2 separate regions of the Sus scrofa genome follow, and region 2 is linked to region 1. Evidence: chromatin contacts called from public HiChIP or PLAC-seq data. All regions are on one chromosome and are shown on one strand. The core of a region is the stretch at or near the end of the contact, and the rest is flanking DNA. Distances in the headings are between cores, read along the strand shown.

Evidence for each region. HiChIP or PLAC-seq counts read pairs in DNA pulled down with a chosen protein or histone mark.
Region 2: a contact with region 1 is called in an H3K27ac HiChIP or PLAC-seq map of alveolar macrophages. The contact joins two enhancer-like sites. A contact is called at or near these places in 2 of 47 Hi-C or Micro-C datasets (embryonic fibroblasts and epiblast stem cells) and 1 of 2 datasets of contacts at active chromatin or transcription factors (alveolar macrophages).

What each region holds. Positions count from the first base shown.
Region 1 is chrX:46,072,366-46,079,264 of Sscrofa11.1, reverse strand. All of the region lies in intron 1 of IQSEC2 (IQ motif and SEC7 domain-containing protein 2), which reads left to right. Among named protein-coding and RNA genes, the nearest start is that of IQSEC2, 19 kb to the left of the region's middle. Within about 2 kb of position 2,889, at least 2 of the 83 cell types and tissues checked have an H3K27ac peak or open chromatin away from gene starts, as enhancers often do. A contact at or near this core is called in alveolar macrophages, where this site is marked.
Region 2 is chrX:46,171,879-46,178,777 of Sscrofa11.1, reverse strand. It overlaps SMC1A (structural maintenance of chromosomes protein 1A), which reads left to right. Exons shown (of 23, transcript XM_005673650.3): 19 at 293-403. Among named protein-coding and RNA genes, the nearest start is that of SMC1A, 27 kb to the left of the region's middle. Within about 2 kb of position 2,402, at least 3 of the 83 cell types and tissues checked have an H3K27ac peak or open chromatin away from gene starts, as enhancers often do. A contact at or near this core is called in alveolar macrophages, where this site is marked.

The DNA of each region.
Region 1 (6,899 bases), core at 1,640-4,139:
ATCATCATCATCATCATCATCATCATCATCATCATCATTGTCCTCCCAGGACTTTTCCATGAGTAGTGGTAATGAAGGGCTATAGGACGACTAATCATCAGCAAAAAGATAACTGGCAACTGCAACCACCATGGCCTTCATTTTGTTTCCCCACCACCATCTTGGCCTGGGGATCATGTAGCTCCAGATCCATTCAATGCTGTGTGGATCCATGGCTGAAAATGGTTACATTATCCAACAAGGTTTCTGATTTGTCCTGTGGTTGATTTAGTTGTTCTTCTCTTTAACACTCATCGGTAAGATTTTCTTGGCTGTCACCCTTACCTCATCCACATGACTTCTGGACCTGCTGTTTGTCATTTCTAGGTCGGATTCTTGGCTCCATGGGCCCCTGAGGAAGGAGGCTTCCTCTCCATCTGAATTATCTTTCAAATGATTTTATCTTTCGCCTTCACATCATCATGACTGAGGTGGCAGTTGAACTTGGGAGGCATCTTTCTAACCACTTTATTCCCTTCCTGACCCTGCATTCAAGCTGTACTGAACTGTCTGCGATACCTTCGGCAGAGTGGACTTCTTTATGGTTCCATGCCTGTATTCTGGCTGTTCTCTTGGCCAAGAATACCTTTCTACTCCCGGTTATGTAGCAACTATATACTTGACTATTGAGGAACATCTTCACTCTCTCACTGTTCCAGGCACTTGGAAACAGGGAACAAAACAGACAAAACATCTGCCCTGCAGAGCTGACATTCTAGTGTATGAATGTAGGGGGCAGGAACAGAAATAAACAAGAAGATACAAAATGTGTCAAATAGTGGTAAGTGCTATGGAGAAAAATAAAGCTGGGCAAGAGGATGTGCAGAAGGCTCGGTCAGCCCTACCACAGCCAAAATTCGCATGGCGCTTTTATCAAGTAACCTTTTCTTACTTAGATATTTTCTGATGTTATTGTGTATTCATTATGGTCATAATCCTTCCAACAACTTTATCAGTTTAGTGCTATTATTATCTTGTTCATATTGGTGAGCAAACTGTGCCTCAGAGATATAAATCACATAATTAGGAGGGGCAGAGCTGGCATGGTCTGACCCAAAGCCTGTGCTCATAACCACTAAGCCACTGGGCCCTCAGCAAGGCTCACAACAACTCTCTGAGGTTGGAATTATACCTACGTTATGTTTGGGGAAGCTGAGCTTCAGCGAGGGAATGGACTCATCCATGGTTGCACAGCAAATAAATGGATTTGAACCCAAATCTGTCCAACACTCAAGGCTAGGCCTTTCTAACAATGTTGAGACCTAGGGACCTATGGCTTTCCCTGCCTCTGTATTTCTGCAGCCCATGCAAGGTACCCCGTTGAGGCCACTGGCCTTTCCCCCTTCTCTTTCCACCTATAGTTCATATGGAACCTTGAGATATGCGTATGGACACCCAAGCCCACATTCAAGCCCTGTCTATTTTCCCTTCCCATTGGCCATCCATCTGCTAGGATGGACCTGGATAATAAGATCACACAATTCCTGCAAGTAAGCTCAAGAACCACGGCCAGGGGAGTTCTCTTGCGGCACAACAGGTTAGGGATCCAACCTTGTCACTGTAGCAGCTTAGGTTGCTGCTGTGGCTCGAGTTCAATCCCTAGCCCAGAAACTTCCACATGCCATGAGTGTAGCCAAAAGGAAAAAAAAAAAAAAAAAAAAAAAAAAAAAGAACTAGGAGTGGCCAGGGAATTCTAGGTACTTGGAGTGCAATCTAGAAGGGAGAGGGCCAGAGATCCTGATGGTCATGTTCCCATGGCCCCACAGACTCATTACCTCACAGAGGGGGCCTCTAAAGTGTGGTGTCCAGGAATTGCCATTGTGGCTCAGCGGTAACGAACCTGGCTTATATTCATGAAGATGCAGTTTTGATCCCCAGCCTCGCTCAGTGAGTTAAGGATCTGGCATTGCTGTGAGCTGTGGTGTAGGTCACAGATGCGGCTCTGATCTGGTGTTGCTGTGAGCTGTGGTGTAGGTCACAGATGCGGCTCTGATCTGGTGTTGCTGTGGCTGTGGTGTAGGCCAGCAGCTGTAGCTCTGGTTTGACCCCTAGCCTGGGAACTTCCATATACCGCGGGTGCAGCCCTAAGAGTAAAAAATAAAAAATGAAAAAAAAGAATGGTGTCCAGCGTAGGGGCTGATGTTTCCCAGTACAGTCTATGATATTGCAATCTGTGATAAGCGGGGCTCAGTGACCCTCCTCCTTTGGCTTCCCAAGCTGGATCCTGCTTTGCAGTTGGGGTAGGGGCAGGTGCAGGGCTGGTGTTCCATGAGCCTGGACTTTCCCAGCATGTGCTGTTGCAAATGTAGACAGACCCTTAGGTCTCCATCACAGTATTTTGCTCCTAAATACCTCAGGATACTTATCCTCATTTCTTAGGAACTTAGGAAAAATTATACACTTTATGCATTCTTCCAGTTGAAAATTTAGAGAAACTTGGAAAAGTAGAGAAGAAACACATTACCCATAATTAGGACACACGGAGGCAGCTACTCTGAACATTTGATGTATTTCCCTCATTTTCTGCATTCTTTTCATGTAGTTGAAATGATACAGCACATATAATTGTTTCTCGCTTTGTTTGTTTGAGCATTTCCCCATGTAATTGCATATTCTTCAGAAGCATCATTTTTCATGGCAACTGATATACCATAGTGTACTTAACCATCCTCTCAACGTAGGACATAGACACTGCGCTCATTTTTTTCACTGGTTTAAATCATGCTGCAGTGGGCATCTTTGCACACACAGCTTTGAGGGAACTTACAGCTTTGAGGGAACTAGCCTTGTATAGGAACAATTGTATTCAACTCATTTCCTTTTCTAGATGGTCCCTCTGGCTGGGTCTGATTCATACTTGTAGTCATTCATTTATTCATTCATTCCATCACCGCTTGTTTACTCTGTACCTCTGTGGACCAAACCCTGGGAACTGGGGACACAGTCATGACTAAGATGCAGCCCCACACTGCCAGGAGGTTCCAGTCTGCAGGGAGAGTCAGGGATGGAAACAGACACGTTCAAGACAGTTTGATCAGGGCTGTGATGGGGGCAAGAAAAGGATCCTGTGGGAGAACAGAGGAGGGGCTCTTCATCCAGCTTAGGGACATTACAATAAGCTTCCTGGAGGAGGTCTTGCCTAAATGAGTCACAGAGGATGAATAAGAGTTGGCTGGAATAAGAAGGGGAACTTCCTGTTAAACACAACAAATTGAATAAACTTATTTATCTCTGCTGCTTCCCCAAATCCCACTGAAATATGAGTAAGGGAATAAAAAAGGTAGAAACACAAGGTCTGGGATGCTGACCAGAAGTAAACGCCTTCCACCCAGAGAGTCCCAGAAATGCTCAGGAATCAGAGGTATTATGAAACGCAGAAGGCACAATGAGGCATAGAATCGAAAAGAAGGAGAATATTGAAAGTCTGTGAACAGATCCTTTTGGCCCCTCCACGACGAAACCCTATTCAGTCTGGGACACCCCTCCCTCCCTGCCCCCACCAGCTCTATTTCTCTAGATGGAGGTTGATTCTTTGGAGAAATCGAAGTTAAGAGGCTCCAGGCTTGGAGATACCAGGTACGGTGGAGGATGGAGTGAAATGGCTGCAAGCGAGGGGACTAAAGCAGTGGAACCTCAACCTCCTCCAGCTTCCCTACTTCTAGCACACCAGTCAGGAGGACACGAGAGAGAAAAGGATCCTTCTCTGGGGAAATGGAAAAGCCCCCAGAAAAAGGCCTTCAGAAAGCTGACATTTGGGAGTCTTCCAAGAAAAGAACAGGCCCATTAACTCTGTAGTGAGGACCACCACCTGGCCTGCTCCATCTATACACAGAGCTTCCCTTCAACTTGTTAGTGTCGTGGGACCTGATCACCAGGGATCACCAGCCAAGGACTCTTAAGATAGATATATTTCATTTTATGTAGATTAAACTTCAATGTAACTGGCATTTAAAAAAAAAAAAAAAAGCAACCTGGGCATCTACCCAGAGAAAACCACAACTCGCAAAGACACATGTACTCCGATGTTCATTGCAGCACTATTTACAATAGCCAAGACATGGAAACAACCTAAATGTCCATCAACAGAAGAGTGGATCAAGATGTGGTACATATACACGATGGAATATTACTCAGCCATTAAAAAGAATGAAATACCAGCATTTTTTGCAACATGGATGGACCTAGAAACTATCATGCTAAGTGAAGTCAGCCATACAATGAGGCACCAACATCCAATGCTTCCACTGACATGTGGAATCTGAAAAAAAGGACAGACGGAACTTCTTTGCAGAACAGATGCTGACTCACAGACATTGAAAAACTTATGGTCTCCGGAGGAGACAGTTTGGGGGGTGGGGGGATGTGCCTGGGCTGTGGGATGGAAATCCTGTGAAATAAGATTGTTATGATCATTATACAACTACAGATGTGATAAATTCATTTGAGTAATAAAAAATTAAGAAAAGAAAAACAAAAACAAAAGAACAAGCCTAGGTAGCCAGAGATGATCAGATAGTACAAGGCTATTTGGGGAAGGCCATCATCCTGCAAGAATGACCCAAAAAGCAAGCAAGCAAGCAAATAAACGAAAACTTGGAAGGAACAGAGGTAATGAAGGGAGGAGAAGGAACCTGGGGAAATTAAAGCTAGTGAGAGCCAGCATAAAAATTTCATCACCAGGATTAGAAAATAAAAGGTCGTGGGATAACAAGGTGAAGAGATGGACAACAGAAAAGATGAGAACATGGGAGGATCAGTTGAGGAGCTCTACCATCCAACAATAGGAGTCCCAGAAATAGAGAACGGAGGAAATGACAGGAAGGACAGGGTTAAAGACGTGACACAAGAACATGTCCCAGAACTGAAGGAATGAAAATCCCACTGAGTAACCAGCAAAATAAATGATAAAGAGACCCTCACCAAAGTTCACTGCCGCGCAGTTTCAGCATACCAGGGATAAAGGGAAGATTCTAAAAGCTTCCAGAGAAAAAAACCTACCATACACAAAGGATCAAGAAAAAGAAGGGCATTGGATTTTTCAACAACACTAGAAGCTAGGAGACAATGGAGTGGTGTTCTTAAAACGCTCAGGGACCATAAATTCCAACCTAGAAGCCTATCCTCACTTGAATTATCAATCAAGGGTGAGGGCCTTATAAAGACAGTTTCAGACACTGGAGGGCTAAAGATTTTCCATCCTATGTCTTTCTCCCAAAGCACTTGGAGAGTGTGCTCCAGCAAAATGCCGGTGTAAACTCAGTATAAAAAAAAAAAAAAAAAAAAAAAAAAAAGGCCAGTGAATCTAGGAAGCAGGAAATGAACACAGAAGAGAGGTGAAGAAGAAGAGAGCAGATCTTAGGGCAACCGTTCTGGATTGCATCGAGGACCATGTCTGGAAGGAAAAAAAAAAATCTGATGGATTACCTGATGTGTCAGAACTTTTAGAAGGGGTTGCACTTCTCACAGGGTTTGGGGGGAATTGATCAGGTCTATGAAGAAAACTGATCAAGCAAAACAAGACAAAAAACCAGTTATCAATATCAGGGAAAAGAAAAAGTTATATGGGAAAGGAAATGTATTTCTAGCATATGATGTGATTTATTCATTAGTATTGATGCAGTCATAATAATGTAAGCCACTAATATTGATTTAACCAAAACTTTATACTATAACTACAGTGGTAAGAATGAGAAGAAAGGACATGTGTACCTGCCTAAGAACTGGGGGCTGAAAGTGGTGGTGTGTATAAAAGAGCCTCATCTTCTCCCTGCACATAGGAATTCAGTACGTGATATACAAAACTAAAAAAATAAATCAAGAAATAGAAGTATATATGTGTTCTTTATTTTATTTTATTTTTGGCTGTGCCAAAGGCACGTGGAAGTTCCCAATCCAGGAATGGCACCCGTATCACAGCAGCAACTCGAGCCCCTGCAGTGACAACTTAGTGGGATCCTTAACCCACTGAGCCACCAGGGAACTCCATCTTTTTTTTTGCATATGTTCTTTAGAAATGAGGAGGCAGGAGCTCCTGTCATGGCACATCGGAAACGAGTCCGACTAGGAACCATGAGGTTGCATGTTCTATCCCTGACCTCGTTCAGTGGGTTAAGGATCCGGCGTTGCTGTGAGCTGTGGCATAGGCTGGTAGCTATAGCTCTGATTAGACCCCTAGCCTGGGAACCTCCATATGCCATGGGGGCAACCCTAAAAAGCAAAAAAAAAAAAAAAAAAAAAAAAAGAAAGAAATGAGGAGGCAAATCCCCCCCCCCAAAAGTAGTTAAAAGACTTGAAAACAGAGTTCCCGTTGTGGCTCAGGGGTTAGCAAACCCAACTGGCATCCATGAGGACATGGGTTCAATCCCTGGCCTCACTCAGTGGGTTAAGGATCCGGTGTTGCTGTGAGCTGTGGTGTAGGTTGCAGCTACAGCTCCGATTCGACCCCTGGCCTGGGAACCTCCATATGCCGCAGGTGTGGCCCTAAAAAGACAAAAAAAAAAAAAAAAAAAAAAAAAAGAAGACCTGAAAACAATTCGTATGAGAGTGGGAGCTGAGGGTGAAGAAGGGTAGAGTGGGGAATTTGTGGGCGTTTTTTGTTTTAATCTTTGCAGTACTGTGTGACTTGAAAACCTATCTACATGTATTACTTTGGTAAAAAAAAAATTTTTAAGGGCACACAAAAATATTTCAAAAATGGATTAGCAATATGAGCATATACTTTAGAAATATGGAAGAAAACTCAGAACAAAGAAAAAAGTTGAAAAGGCAACTTTCATTTTTAAGATCTTTTCACATTTCGACTTTTAAAACTATTTCACATATCCCTTTAATAAAATTTAGAATAATTTTTAAAAACATAA
Region 2 (6,899 bases), core at 1,153-3,652, 100 kb before region 1:
CAGGCAGGCATTAGCCCATAGTACAGATGAGGGTTCGTGTGTCTAAACGACGCTTCTGGTGTCGAGACCCGATGGTGTGGCTTGCCCATGGTCACACCGTTAGTCAGCGGTAGAGCCCAGTTTTGAACTTGGGTCTTTGTGCCTTCAAAGCTGCTCTTCCTTCTGCCACAAGTGCTTTCTAATAAGGTGCTTCTCAAAGACATAGAAGGATGCGGAAGAGCCCCCAGCCCCCTCTATTGGAGCACTCTCATGGCCAGTCGGCTCCATTCGACTCTCCCTCTCGCCATTGCAGGGTAGCTCCCAGGGGGAGGATTCAGTGAGTGGCTCCCAACGAACCTCCAATATCTACGCACGAGAGGCCCTCATCGAGATTGACTATGGTGACCTGTGTGAGGATCTGAAGGTAAGATCTTCCCAGCTGTCCATCAAGGGTCAGCCCATCTAGGGGTCCTGTGGAGTTAGACCATGGCTGGAAAGAGGGGCGAACTGGCAAGGGAGGGTGGGTGGAATTGTGCTCCAGGGTCTCCCCCCATGTGCACACACAGGCACAGGCACGTCTTTCACCCCCACCCCCAGTTGTCCCTGTCCCTGCCTGCTGCCGGCCTTCCCCTTCCACTTGTATACGCTCTCAGCCCAGATACACGGAGAAAGGGCTCCTGTACAGTGAACAGCTAGACCTCGAGTGTTCCTTAGGGCTCTGTCCCGGGTGGCATGCTTTCCTTCTCACGTGGCATTCTCTCATCCTGAGTGTCTCCTCCATTCCCCTGTCTTCAGCTGCCATCTCTACGCTAGTCTGGCACACATCTCAGACCCCAGCCTTCCTCCCCAAATCTGCCTCCTCTCCTCAGTGCCAGCCACAGGTTCAAACCAGAAATCTGAGCCTGGTCCTTGACTCCCTCTCCCACTGTGCATATTCACTGAATTACTAAGCCCCGTTGACTTGACCTCCTAAATATCTATTGAATCTGACTTTATTCTGTTTCCACTGTGTCTCTAGTGCAGGCTGCTTTCACCTCTCACATGGACTATTGCAGGAGCCTCCTAAATAGTTTCGGATGCTTTCCAACCCAACATTATAGTCATGGGAACTTGATTTTTTCAAACTTTTTATTATGGAAATTTTCAAACATATAGAGAAGTAGAGAGAATGATATAATGAACCCTAGGTACCCATCACTTCCCTTCAACAATTGACATATGACATATGATTGACAGACATATGGCAATCCTGAAAATACCCTTCCCCCTCCTGGTTGGCATATTTTAAATCAAATTCCAGATATTCCATTCATAATTACCTCAACATATATCTCTAGGAGGACTCTTTTTAACAATTGTAACTACAGGAGTTCCCATTGTGGCTCAGCGGAAATGAATCTGACTAGTATCCATGAGGACTCAGGTTCGATCCCTGGCCTCACTCAGTGGGTTAAGGATCCGGCATTGCCATGAGCTGTGATGTAGGTTGCAGACATGGCTCAGATCTGGTGTGGCTGTGGCTGTGGCTGTGGTGTCGGCCGCCATCTCCAGCTCTGTTTGGACCCCTAGCCTGGGAACCTCCAAATGTCTCGGGCGTGGCCCTAAAAAGACAAAAAAAATTGTAACTATAATATTATACAAAAAATTAGCAGTAACTCTGTAATATCTAATATTTAATAAATATTTAGATTTCCATGAATGTCCCATAAATATCTTTTTAAAAAATATTATTTGTGTGTTTAAATCAAGATTCAGGTGAGGTCCATGTGTTAAAATTGGTCTCTTGTGGTCTAACATTTTCTTATCCCTTTTTATTTTTTTCTTCCTATTTATGGAAGAAACTGGGTCATTGGTCCTGTACAATTTTCTCTATTCTGAATTTGACTGATTATATCTTATGATGTTATTTAACATGTTCTTCTATCCCTGTGTTTCCCATAAACTGGCAGTTAAATCTAGGGTTTGATTGGATTGGGATTCATTTTTTATTTTTGGCAAGAATTTATCATAGGTGGTGCTGTGTACCTGTGAACTTCCTTTTGCATCCCATCAATAGACACTGAGTATCAATTCTCTCTATCTTTGTAATGATAGGATTGATGAATGCTCAACATTACCTATGAAATACTCTTGCCAAAAGCTCAAACAAGGATCTGATTAAGCTTTTATATATGAAACAGTGGTGCCAGAGAAACATATTAAATAAAAGCACAGTGATGCAGTTAGTTAATTCCAGGCTGTGGGAAACTCTAAAGGACTAAAGATGTGGTCTCTTCCATAAGTAAACGGGAAGAAAGAAATAAACAGAAAGGGAGAACTTCTGTAGACTATGAGTCAAATCAACCAATTAGAATGTGTGGCCCTCCCTTGAATCCATTGCAAAGGAAAGAGAGGAAGGGGAATTTATAGATTACATGAGATTTAAGAGGAGTTCCCGTTGTGGCTCAGTGGTTAACGAACCTGACTAGTATCCATGAGAATGTGCTATCTCTGGCCCTGCTCAGTGGGTTAAGAATCTGGCGTTGCTGTGAGCTGTGGTGTAGGCTGGCAGCTACAGCTCTGATTCAACCCCTAGCCTGGGAACCTCCAATTCCGTGGGTGTGGCCCTAAAAAGACAAAAGACAAAAAAAAAAAAAAAGATTTGAGACATATCAGCGAATTGCAACATAGGCACCTTATTTGGAACCTGCTTTGAAAACCTATAAAAAAAATTTTTTAATAACACCATCAGGATGATTTGCACACTGACCAGAATAGTTTATGATGTTTAGTAATTACTTTTAATATTTTTAAGGTGATAATGGTATTGTGGTTTCATTTATTTTTTGGCTGCAATGTGTATCAGCTTGAGGTGGGATTTCAGTTCCCAAACCAGGGTTTGAACCCTGGCTGGCAATGGTGAAATCATGGGATCCTAACCACTAGCCCACCAGGGAACTCCTCCCCCTCATTGTGGTTTTAATTTTTAAATATCCATATCTTTTGCAATAGTCACTCTCAATGGGTGGGGTGGATTTTGCCTCCCCAGGGGACATTTGGTAATGTCTTGTCGCACCCACTTGTCACAACTAGGGCAGATGTTACTAACAGTATCTAGTGGTAGACAGCAAGGATATTGCTAAACATCCTACAGTGCACAAAGGACAGCCCCCACAACAAATCATCTGGCCCAAAAAGTCATTAGTGCTGAGATTCAGACACCCTGTCTTATTATTTATTTGTTTATTTATTTTTGTCTTTTTAGGGCTGCACCTGCGGCATACGGAGGTTCCCAGGCTAGGGGATGAATTGGAGCTGTAGCTGCTGGCCTATGACACAACCACAGCAATGCCAGATCTGAGTGGCATCTGCGACCTAACACCACAGCTCACAGCCAGGGATTGAACCTGCGTCCTCATGGATGCTAGTCAAGATTTGTTTCTGCTGAGCCACGACGGGAACTCCAGAAACCCTGTTTTAGAGAATGATACATGCTGAAATATTTATGGATGAAATGTCTCAGGTTTGCTTTAAAATAATTGAGTATAGAAAAGAATTGGGTATAGATGGCAGAACATTGGCCATTTTTGAAGCTGATAATAAGAACATGGGGTTCATTATATTATTTGCGTTTTTGTGTATGTTTAAAATTGTATATACTATAATGTTAAAAAAGGAAAAACTATCATGATCACCAGGTTCAGGTGTTTTTAGCCCCATCAAGCCCCTATCAGCCTTTCACAGCTGGCTTTACCAGCTATTAACAAACAATCATTGCCTGGATGCATCAAGGGTTGCCAAATCCTAATTTTCTTTTTTTTTTTTTTTTTTATTTTCCCACTGTACAGCAAGGGGGTCAGGTTATCCTTACATGTATACATTGCAATTACAGTTTTTCCCCCACGCTTTCTTCTGTTGCAACATGAATATCTAGACATAGTTCTCAATGCTATTCAGCGGGATCTCCTTGTAAATCTCTTCTAGGTTGTGTCTGATAAGCCCAAGCTCCCGATCCCTCCCACTCCCTCCCCCTCCCATCAGGCAGCCACAAGTCTCTTCTCCAAGTCCATGATTTTCTTTTCTGAGGAGATGTTCATTTGTGCTGGATATTAGATTCCAGTTATAAGTGATATCATATGGTATTTGTCTTTGTCTTTCTGGCTCATTTCACTCAGTATGAGATTCTCTAGTTCCATCCATGTTGCTATAAATGGCATTATGTCATCCTTTTTTATGGCTGAGTAGTATTCCATTGTGTATATATACCACATCTTCCGAATCCAATCATCTGTCGATGGACATTTGGATTGTTTCCATGTCCTGGCTATTGTGAATAGTGCTGCAATGAACATGCGGGTGCATGTGTCTCTTTTAAGTAGAGCTTTGTCCGGATAGATGCCCAAGAGTGGGATTGCGGGGTCATATGGAAGTTCTATGTATAGATTTCTAAGGTATCTCCAAACTGTTCTCCATAGTGGCTGTACCAGTTTACATTCCCACCAGCAGTGCAGGAGGGTTCCCTAATTTTCTGATTCCTTCATTCCTCCTGCATTTATTAATGGATTCCCAAAAAGAACTCACATCAACTGTTTAGTTCCCTTGAAATGCAGTTAATATAGAAAAAGTAGGATAAATACTTAATTCTTTGCCTTTATTTACCAGCTTTCAGAATGAGTTGGTTGCCTTTGTAACTTTTAAAGGTGACCAGTGTGGTTTTTAATATGTATTTATTATAAACGTTAGTGTTGAAATGTATTTTGGTTTGTTTAAGTCTGTTTGGAATCATTTTTCTTTTTGATATTGAAATTGTCCCATTCTTGGCCAGTGGGAGCCTCTTCAAGTTGATTTTTGTTGTTCTTATTTTTAGATTTTTTTTTTTTTTTTTTTTTTTTTGGTCTCTTTAGGGCCACTTCCAGGGCATATGGAAGTTCCTAGGCTAGGGGTTGAATCAGAGCTACAGCCACAGCAACGCCAGATTCGAGCCGCATCTAAACCACAGCTCATAGCAACGCCGGCTCCTTAACTCTCTGAGTGGAGCCAGGGGTTAAACCTGCGTCTTCATGAATATTAGTTGTTTGTTACTGCTGAGCCACAACAGGAATGCCATTAGATTTTTTTTATGGAAAACTTCATATGCAAAAGTAAAATAGTACAGTGCTCTCTTACGTGGCCAGTTTCAGCAGTTATCAGCTCATGACCAAAACTGTTTCAGTGTGTGCCCCCACACACACACCATCCTCCCCTCTCCTCCCCACCCCCAGGTTATTTAAAATAACTTCTAGGCATCATGTCATTTCATTTGTAAATACTTCAGAATATGTCTGTATAAGATAAAATTCTTTAAAATATTTAGAGCTAGGAGTTCCTGTCGTGGCTCAGTGGTTAACAAATCCGACTAGGAACCATGAGGTTGCGGGTTTGATCCCTGGCCTTGCTCAGTGGGTTAAGGATCCGGCGTTGCCATGAACGCGGATCCCGTGTTGCTGTGGCTCTGGCGTAGGCCAGCAGCTACAGCTCTGACTGGACCCCTAGCCTGGGAACCTCCATATGCCGCAGGAGCGGCCCTAGAAAAGACAAAAAAAAAAAAATAAAAAATTTAGAGCTATTATCATGCCAAAAAAGAATAACATTGAAGTTATATGTTATTAAGTCCTTAATATTATGATTAGTGTTTATATTTCCCCGATTGTTATACATACACTCAGTTTGCTTGCTTGAATTGAGAGTCAAATAAGATGAGAGATGATTGATATAGTGATTAGTTGATACTGTCTCTTAAGTCTCAATCCAAAAGTTCCCCCTGTTTCATTTTTCCTTGCAATATTTATTGTTGTTGAAGAAATTCACTCATTTCTCTTGAAGGATTTTCTACATTCTGTGTTTTGTTGATTGTATCCTGTGTTTTTTTTTAAATGTTCCCCCAGAACAAAGCAAAAAAATAAGTTCTGCTGTTCCCTATAGTTTTTGTAAGTGGGTAGTTAGATATAGATCAGTGCTGTTCAATAGAGATAAAACATAACCCACATATGTAACTTTTGAAGGGTGAAATTAATTTTAATACTATATTTTGGAGTTCCCTTGTGGCTCAGCAGGTTAAGGATGAGCTGTTGTCACTTCAGTGGCTCTAGTCACCGTTGTGGCGTGGGTTCTATCTCTGGCCCAGGAACTTCCACATGCCATGGGCATGGCCACAAAAATTGCTATATTTTGTTTAACCTAGTATATCCAAAAGAATTTTGAAATGTTTACACATTAAAGTGTGTAAACAGTATAGAAATTATTGATGAGGTATTTAACAATATCTTTGTACCGAGTCTTCAAGATTCATTATCTCTTATACGCTTCTAGCACATCCCAATCTCGATGCTAAGTTTTCCTCAGAAATAATTGATCTGTATTTAGATATCCTAAAATTTATTATTGAAAAAGAACCACGTACCCAAGTTGTTCCAAATACACTTAAAAAGTTTTGTAGTAAATGAATTGAGTATCATTTTTTTACATTTAAATTAGCCAGCATTCAATAAAACTAAAACTTTAGTTCTTCAATCCCACTGGCTGCATTTTTCATGCTTAATAGTCAAATATGTCTTGTGGCTACCATATTGGACAGCTCAGATCTAGAAATTTGATTAGATTCAAGTTTTGGGGTTTGTTTTGGTCTAGACTACTTCATAAGTGACATCGTTACTTCCTTCAGGAGGTTTATGTCTGGTTGTGGCTCTTTTTGTGTGTTTTGCAGCCATGATTATTGCCTAGATCCACTAATTTGTCAAGGGTTGCAAAATGGTCATTTTATTCTATCATTTATTAGTTGGAATACTGTAGAGATTTCCTCTCATCCTTTACTTGTTTACCCTGTGGTAGTTTGTATAGGAAAGGCAGGATATATATGCTTGATTCTTTCCCTTTATTTACCAGTTTATAAAATAATGAGTCGG